3 separate regions of the Sus scrofa genome follow, and regions 1 and 2 are each linked to region 3. Evidence: chromatin contacts called from public Hi-C and HiChIP or PLAC-seq data. All regions are on one chromosome and are shown on one strand. Each heading gives the region's core, a stretch centred on a gene start, on an enhancer-like site or on the middle of the called end of the contact. The rest is flanking DNA. Distances are from core to core; before and after follow the strand shown. Region 1 holds the start of PLCD1 (phospholipase C delta 1). Region 2 holds the start of MYD88 (myeloid differentiation primary response 88). Region 3 holds the start of ACVR2B (activin A receptor type 2B).

Evidence for each region. A called contact is a pair of places that touch in the nucleus more often than the background predicts. HiChIP or PLAC-seq counts read pairs in DNA pulled down with a chosen protein or histone mark.
Region 1: a contact with region 3 is called in an H3K27ac HiChIP or PLAC-seq map of skeletal muscle. The contact joins the promoter of PLCD1 here to the promoter of ACVR2B in region 3. A contact is called at or near these places in 1 of 47 Hi-C or Micro-C datasets (skeletal muscle) and 1 of 2 datasets of contacts at active chromatin or transcription factors (skeletal muscle).
Region 2: a Hi-C map of liver shows a contact between it and region 3, with 3 times the contacts expected there. The contact joins the promoter of MYD88 here to the promoter of ACVR2B in region 3. A contact is called at or near these places in 1 of 5 promoter capture datasets (liver) and 5 of 47 Hi-C or Micro-C datasets (blood, heart right ventricle, liver and 1 more).

The regions. Positions count from the first base shown.
Region 1 is chr13:22,871,646-22,874,389 of Sscrofa11.1, forward strand. It overlaps PLCD1 (phospholipase C delta 1), which reads right to left and starts at 1,305. Exons shown (of 17, transcript NM_001243589.1): 1 at 1,165-1,305. The coding sequence starts at 1,198. DLEC1 (deleted in lung and esophageal cancer protein 1) reads left to right here and starts at 1,565. Exons shown (of 43, transcript XM_021071663.1): 1 at 1,565-2,370.
Region 2 is chr13:22,975,551-22,978,273 of Sscrofa11.1, forward strand. MYD88 (myeloid differentiation primary response 88) reads left to right here and starts at 1,401. Exons shown (of 5, transcript NM_001099923.1): 1 at 1,401-1,735; 2 at 2,625-2,723. The coding sequence starts at 1,408. ACAA1 (3-ketoacyl-CoA thiolase, peroxisomal) reads right to left here. Exons shown (of 15, transcript XM_003132103.4): 4 at 1-1,863.
Region 3 is chr13:23,236,291-23,239,016 of Sscrofa11.1, forward strand. ACVR2B (activin A receptor type 2B) reads left to right here and starts at 1,409. Exons shown (of 11, transcript NM_001005350.2): 1 at 1,409-1,472. The coding sequence starts at 1,421.

The sequences.
Region 1 (2,744 bases), core at 55-2,554, 360 kb before region 3:
GGTATGAGGGTAACAGCTCCGGGCACTGAGCAAGGTCTCTCTGGGCCATGGGGACCAGATATGGGCCAACCAGGAACCATGAGACAGACGGGAGGCTGGCTGAAAATAACATCTCTGAGTCTCTCTGAATTCCAGGGAGATCTCTAGTGGACATCCCTGCCTTTCTCTTTCCCATTTATTTTCTCCATGCATGGGTTAGATGGATAGGTGGTGGGCAGCAAACTGCCAGGGTACTAGAAAACAGAGGGAGGTGGGGTTAAGCAGTGGTTGGCTGAGAGGGGGAGGGTTTGCAGAGCTGGCTGGGGGAGCAGGAAGACATAGCCGCCTAAGAGTGGGTGGGTCCCCAGGCTGGAACAGAGAAATGCCAGGTACAGGTTGAGGGGCCTATGCAGCTTGAAGACCTCCAGCCCCTGATGTCCAGAACCAGCGGCTGCTCTCTCTCCTGAAGACACAGCGATGCAGAAAGGAGCTGGCCTAGACTCTTTCTCCGTGGGTCGGGGAGACGGAGCTCGGCTGGACAAAAGGAGGAGCTGCAGGCAGTTAGAGCTGAGACTCCGGCCATTCCGGCCAGGAGGGTGCGCAGATGGGGGCGACTGGGCTGCTCATCCCAGCCCGAGCGTCGCTGACTACGATTTCTTGCGCTGGGCAGCTACCGCGGCACAGCCAGACCTCCGCCAACCTTGTAAACCACCTCGCCCCACCCTTCCCACCCCGCCACACCCACGCGACCTGACGCGGTCCAGGCACGCCTGGGCTTTGGGGAGCCTCTCCGGGCGGCCCGGACGAGGCGGAGAGAACTCGGTTATTCGTGGATGCTGGTTCCTTCCCTCCTCGGTCCCTCAAAGCACGCTAGACCCTGGAGCCCAGCCTTCCGTGACCAGGATAAGAAGAGTAGTCCCCGAGGCAGCGAGGCCGGGGGTCATCTTCAGACTTGCACCTCTCCTCGCCCCACCCGCCAGACCTGGGAGACAAGCCTGGAAACGCCCAGGGTCGTGTCCGGCGGTCCAGGGCCGAGATTTCCTCAATGCGACAAAAGAGCCGAGGGGCGGGCCCGGGGCGGGGCAGAGGGAGGCCGAAGGAGCCGGGGGTCCCCCTCCCAGGGCCGGTAGGCTTTGCTCAGGGTCAGCTCAGGCGGGGACCCCAGCGTGCCTGCCGAACACTCACCATGCAGGGTCAGGAAGTCCCGGCCTGAGTCCATGCCCGACGGGCGGCGCGGCGGGAGGGGGGCGCCGCGGGACACTTCTTCGCGGCGACAGCGCTGGCGGCCTAGGGTCCCAGCGCAGTGCGGTGGAGGGACCCGAAAGGACTGCGGAGGGGAGGAGATTGGAGGTGGGCCCGGGACTCCGCTCCGCCCCCCGCCCGAGCCCCCGCCCCCGCCCCCTGGGCCCTCCAACCCGCGTCTCTCCCCGCCCCTCCTGGGGATCGTGGAGGAGGGCAGAGGTGGGGGCCAGCAAGCCGGGCCAACCTTGGCCGGGGCGGGTGGGTGCGTCCCAGCCAGAAATAGCCAGATCCCTCTGGCTTCTGGCTTCCTCCGCTGCCGCCACCCACAGGCCGCGGGCCCTGTCATTACCGAGGGCGGTGGGGCCCCACGCCCTGCCTGCGGGCGCCTTGCCGGGGTTAGGGTGATGCACGGAAGAATCTGGCGTCCTTCTGGGACAGGGACTTCGTAACTTAAGACGCCCTACCGTGATGCTGCGTAAAGGGAGCCTCAGAGTTCAGGCAGCCAGCCACTGCCCCCCGGATGTCTGTTTTCTCTTCTGCAAAACGGGTGCAAGGCACAAGTTAGATCCTTGGAGAGGCGTGCCTGAACCTACTCTGTAGAAGGGTCCCCTCCAGTCTCGCTGGGAAGTTTCTAACACCGGAAGTGCCCTTGGTGGGGACTAGAGCAGAGGCAGTAAAAACTTAGAGCAAGTAGCTTCAGAGAGGTTGGCTTTGAGCCCTTCACGCCCCAAACTCCTGGCAATCTGTACAGCGGAGTGAGGGGCAGAGTTGGGCATCTCCAGGGCTCCTTCTATGGATGGCCTCCCAAGAGGCTGTCTGGGCAAGGCGTCCCTACATGGACACCCCCCCCTTACACACACACTCCCACCTTCAAGTCTGGCAACCCAGCCACCCTCTTTATAGGTACCTAGAGACTCTAAGGGAAAGTCCAGGGATTCTGCTGCCTACTGACTTTTGGGAGAGCCCCCAGAATACCTCCCACGTTGGGGATGCTGTGCCCACCAGGCCCCCCCCCATAGCCCCCCTGGGTTGATAAAGCCAGTGTGAGAGTCCAGCAAAACCAGTCGGACCCCAGCCCTTCCCTCTCTAGGCACAAGCAGGCCTAGGTGGCCTTGAATACCTCCGGAAGGGATGTCAGCCTGCCAGAGGGTGAGTCTTCCCATCCTTATGGTTGAGACTGGTCGGGACTTTGGAGACTCTGGCTGTGGAGTTCCCACTCCCTCTGTATGCCTCCCCTACACCGGGGGTGGGGTGGGGGGATGTAGCCCTCTATCTGGCACTCTCCTCAGTCGGCCTGCTCTCCATCAGGAGCAGCCCTATAAGAGCCCTCTCTGCTTTCTCAGGGATGAGCAAGTCCACACAAGACATCCTTTTGAAGCGCCAGCCTGGGGGCGGGGAGGATGAGGGGTCCTTTCTCTGCCCTCGCCCTCCTTCTACCCGGCCAGGATGCCTGCCTCCAGGCCTGCTCCCCTGGGGGCCTCCTCTGACCTCGGGGCTAATCCCAGGACCTCTGACATCCCCAG
Region 2 (2,723 bases), core at 151-2,650, 260 kb before region 3:
AAAGCCCGCCTACAGGAGCCTGCAGCTGCGAGCCGGTAGGTGAACTTTCCTGAAGCCCCGCCCAGAAATGCAGTTCGGAAACCTTACCGCTTGCAGCTCCGAAACCTTTCCGCTTGCAGCTCCGCCTACCCGAGGCGGGTCTCCAGAAGTTCCTTCCGTGTCTTGAACCAAACTTCGCCACTGCCAGGATTTCCTTTCCCTACAACCCTGCCCACTGCCCGCCGCCAAACAGAAGGCGGGCCTGTCAGAAGCGCCGCCTACAGCTTCTGGCTCGGCGCTCTTACCCTTTCCTAACTTTCTCTTCAGTCTCCCCCAAGCTGGGGGACCTAAATAATTCCGAGACCGCCCAGAGCCAACCCAGACGAGCTTGTGCTCTCCTGGGAAATCTTTCGAGAGGAACTGGGAACTCTGGGACGGTAGGAGAACGGATCGTATAAAGGTGCCGAGATGAGACAGGCTCCCTATCTGGAGAAAGGGCCTCATACTTTTTTTTAAATAACAATTTTACAGTCATTGGGGATGGTTTGATTAGTGCCCACCTCCGCCACTAGGCTGGGGTCTCTAAGGCAGGGAAAGACTCTGTATCCAGGGTGCCTGCAATATACTTGACACTTAACAGGTGATCACTAAATACCTATCGAATGAGCGAATGAATCAAAACTCCCCAGATCAGGACGGCGTTCCCTGCCTCCTGAAGAGCAAGGCCAGGTGCCTGCTTGACTCTCAGCGGAAATGTGTTTTCCCATACCCCAGAGGGTAGTACCGGGGTTCTCTTCGACGCGGAAGGCCAGTGTGTCCTGTTATCCCAATCACGGAGGATGAGACCCCCACTTTTCAAGGGTCCTCAGGCTCCAGAAGGCAGTATGCCTTTTCCCACCTCCACCTCTGAGTGCACAGCCGAGGATTTCCCCGTGGTCTTAGAGGCAGGATTGCGTGTTCCACCAAAATTTGGTGTTTGGGAGACGGCAGAGCCGATGCCTGTCCCCTTGCCCCTTCCCCACCATTCTGGAGGGCAGGACCGTATGAACCCCTCAGATCCCCAATGGAAAGGTTGTAATTCCACCAGAACGCAAAGGGCAAGGTCCCTGTTTCCTATAACCCTCCAAGGAGGGTCGTCGTCCCACCGCCGTAACAGACCCTTGAAGACAGGAGGAAAGACAGCTTCACGGACCTCAAAAGGCAGGTTCCCAGGCTCCACAACCCCCGTCCCCCGAGATCCTGAGAGCTGAGACGGGGCGTCCCCCACCTCCACACATCTGCTGGGCTCCAGATTGTAGGGCAGGGTGGCGCTTCTCGGAAAGAGAAACAGGCGGGGCGGGACCAGGAGGGCGGGGTGGCTTTATGGGAAGGAGGAAGCACAGGCCCACAAGGCGACTCGACAGCGCGGAGGCTCCCCGGCGGCCCGCCATGGCTGAAGGAGGCTCCGGAGCGGAGTCCGCGCCCCCCACCCCCTCCATGTCCTCCCTGCCTCTGGCAGCGCTCAATGTGCGAGTGCGGCACCGCCTGTCGCTCTTCCTAAACGTGCGGACGCAGGTGGCTGCGGACTGGACTGGGCTGGCGGAGGAGATGAACTTCGAGTACCTGGAGATCCGGCGGCTGGAGACGCATCCCGACCCCACGCGCAGCCTGCTGGACGACTGGCAAGGACGCCCTGGCGCCTCGGTGGGCCGCCTGCTCGAGCTGCTTGCCAAGCTGGGCCGCGACGACGTGCTGGTGGAACTGGGGCCCAGCATTGGTGAGGACGTTCTCTTCGCCGCATATCCAAGTTGCCAGGGTGGGGGTGGGGGTGTGTGAAGGCGCTGACCTTCACTCGCCTCAGCATCCATCCCTCCTTTCCCGCCTGGGGTGGAGGGTGGTGGTAATCTAGGGGTAAAGAGGGAGACACTGGAGGCAGCATGTATGGGGGAACCGCGCAGAACCAGTTCCCTCTTTCAATAGCCGGGTATGATAGGGGCTAGAGAAAGGAGGTGAAGGCCTGGAAAGGCAGAGAAGGAAGGAAACAGCTCAGGCAAAGGCTTTCAAGCAGGTCCAGGAATCAGAATTGGGATCCTCTGTAGGGGACTTGGGACTGCTTCAAGTAGAGCAGCAGGGCAGATAAGGGACTGAAAGCTGACAATCTTGGAAACCTCAGGTTCCTAGAAAATGCATCCTTTTCCGCTACTTGCTGACACGTATCTGCACAGGCATGGGGACAGTGGCCCATAGATGGGCACACCTTGCTTGGTTGGGGCCACTGCCCTAGCTGCACATAAACCACCAGTCTCCTGAGTTCTTATATGCCCTGCTCACATCAGCTGTGGATCCTAAAAGAAGCAGATTGTGGATTCTATTCTCAGGAGCCCTACCTAGGAAGTGGGAGTCAGGGGGGCAAAGAGAGAGAGACACACAAGCCTGAACTTAATGTCTTCCATCACAGCCAGAACACCACTGACATCCCTTTACAATGGCCAGAGACAGGTGGGAGCTCACCTTTTCAGAGCTGTTAAACTCTGGATGGCACCAATGGGCTGGAGAAGCCCCGGAGCCAACATGACCTGGGAGGTGGGACAGGGGCTGGGTCTGGACTGTGGAAGAGGCACGGAGTACCTCTGGGGAGCTGGCCACACTTTGTCTCTTCCTCACAGAAGAGGACTGCCGAAAGTATATTCTGAAGCAGCAGCAGGAGGCAGCTGAGAAGCCTTTACAGGTGGACTCTGTAGATAGCAGCATCCCTTGGATGTCAG
Region 3 (2,726 bases), core at 159-2,658:
AGCAAAAAAATGCATGGAGTTCCTTGGTGGCCTAGGTTAAGGACTCCGTGTTGTCACTGCTGTGATGCTGGTTTAATTTCTGACCAGGGAACTTCTGCATGCTGCGGTTTCGCCAACAAAGAAAAGACGGAAGGAATCGAGTCTCACTTTTCCTCCCTTATTTTTTTATTTATTTAGGCTCCTCACTTTCTGAATAAAAAGGCTCGGAAAAGTGAAACAACTCACTTCCAGGCACCACCTCCCTCCTGGTTGCTCTTGCCCTGCTCCTAGAAAGGCTGTGGCAAATCTGGAGAGGCTGAAGTTCTCTATTCAAGGATTCTGCACCTCATCCCTGAGCTGTGAGGGGGCTTTCCCTCTTTAGCTAGGGGCCCCCGTCAAGACCCTTCCAAACTCTAGCTGTGATAAGGACGGTAGAATCTGAGATAGAGAACTGGGTGGGAGTGCTGAGAATATTTGGGTAAGGGTAGGGAAGCAAGTTGCTACAGGCCTTTTTCCACCTGCTGCTGCTCTGCCCGGCGGGACTCGCGCCCTCCCTCACTAGGATGGGTCAATTCCAAGATCTCTAGTTGTGGCTTTGTGACCCCCATCAGGCGGGGAAATGAAGGCGCAGAGAGGAATCATCGGGGGCGGTCCACTCACTCGGGGTCGCAGGGCAGCATGCGTTCCGGGAGAATGGGATCCTCAGCGCGGAGCAAGAATCCCGGTGCGGGAGGCCACGGGGAGCTGGGGAGCTGGGGTTCTGGGGTAAAGTGCTACCGGACACGACCCAGCCAACTCTGCCAGCTGACCCTGCTTAGCCCTCCAAACCCATGGTTTGCACGCGTCCTGCTGGAGGGCGCGGCCTGGGGGCGGAGTCTCTGTGTTGTTGTTTCTCTGGAGCCACGCCCCTGAGGGGGGCGCGGACCACGCGGTCGGAGGGCCCGCCTCCCCTCCCCCTCCCCGCCCAGCTCGCCCGCCTCTTTGTATCCAACATCCGGGTTTCCCTGCTGGCTCGGCTCCGCGGCCGAGGCTCAGGAGCCATTTTGGACGCGGTTCAGCTCCCCTCCCCCCACCCCTCCCCCAGTTCATGGCCCCTCCGGACTCGGCCCCTGCGCCCGGGGCCCGGGCCCAGCCCCGCCGCGCTATGCCTGAGTCGGGCGCGCCCCGGCCCGCGCCCCGCCGCCGCCCCCCGGCCCCCGCGTCGCCCCGGAGCCGGGGCCGCAGCCTGCGCCGCCCGCAGCGGCCCTGAGCCCGGCCCCGCCGCGCGGCCCTTGGAGCCTGCACGCTGCCCTGGGACGAAGGCGCAGGAAGCGCGCGGGGAACAAGACCGAAGGAAGGAGCGGGAAGGAGAGCGCAGCCGCCGCCGGGCCCTGCGCGCCCCAGGAGCGCCGCGCGGCCCTGCCCGCGGGCTCCGGGTGTCCGCGGGGCGGCGCCGCGGAACATGACGGCGCCCTGGGCGGCCCTCGCCCTCCTCTGGGGATCGCTGTGCGTGGGTAAGGACAGGGCGCGGCGTGGGGGGCGCGCAGGTCGGCCTCGGGCGCCGCGCGGTGTTTACCAACAAAGGGCGGGCCCGCGGCCTCCTTATCGCGCCACCTGCACCCAGCTTGCACCTCCCGGGGCGGGGACAGGGGGCGCGTAGCGCGCCCCGCTTGCTGATCTTTTGGGGGACGGTCTTGCCCGTGCGGCGGCCTGCGGGTCTCCAGTTCGCAGAGGCAACCCCGGGGTCAGGGTTCAGACTTCACGGGCGCGTGGCACCCAGGCAGACTAGGAGGAGAACTGGAACGAGGGGCAGGTGGCCAAGCTGAGCTGGCAGGTCTAATGCGGGAGTGGCGGGATTGTAGGTGCAGCAGCGGCTGGCAGCTGGAGTGCGCGATCTTTAGAGCCACTAGGTGTAGCGAAGGGAAGCGCGTCGCTTCACATAGCCGGGAGGAGTCCAGCACCCCATCCCACCAGCATCTGCGTGGTGTTCCTCCGGAGGCGCGCCTTTGGCGCCAGGTCCCACCTGCGCCTGCTTTCCCTGCGGCGATCTGGGACGCGAGATGCTGGCCACCCCGCGGGACTGCTTTGTTTTGGGCGCCTAGGAGGGGAGGGGAGATGGGAGGAAAAACCAACAGGTCTCTGTTCTGTCTGGCCTCCGGGAAGCACGTGGCGGGGGCGGGTGACCCTCGGGACTAGCGTTCGGCGTGCGTGCGCGTGGTTGAGCATATTTGGCTTCGAGTGTATATGCGCGTTTTTCCGCGGGGAGACCTCTTCCCCCAGGCCTAAGCACTGATTTTCCTCTTTTAGCGCTTCTGGGACGCAGTACGTGCGGCTACGGGCTTGGCATTCGGGTTCAGAAAGGCCCGGGCAGCCGTGGGGAGCCACGCATTAAATCTCCAGGGAGAAGCCTGGGGCGGTCGAGGAAGCTGGTGCGCGGCAGCCCGGGAGCCTGGTCCTCCGCGTCTTTGTTCCCAGCCCCCATTACACATGCAGCTCGGGTCCCCCGCCGCCGCCGCCGCCCGAGGTGGCAGCAGCGCGGAGTCTGGGAAACCCGCGAAGGGCGGGGCCCGGGCAGGCAGGGGCGGGGCTGGGATCCCCAGGCTGCTGCGGGGGTGGGGAGTGGGTGGGAATCCGGGATCTCCTCCTCATCCCCACTCCCACTCCCACTCCCACTTCCACTCTACCCGCCTCCTGTGTAGTGTAGCATAGCTTAGCTGTCTACACCAAAGCGAAAGAGCTCCAGGCAGGGCTTAAAGCTGCGTGGCCTG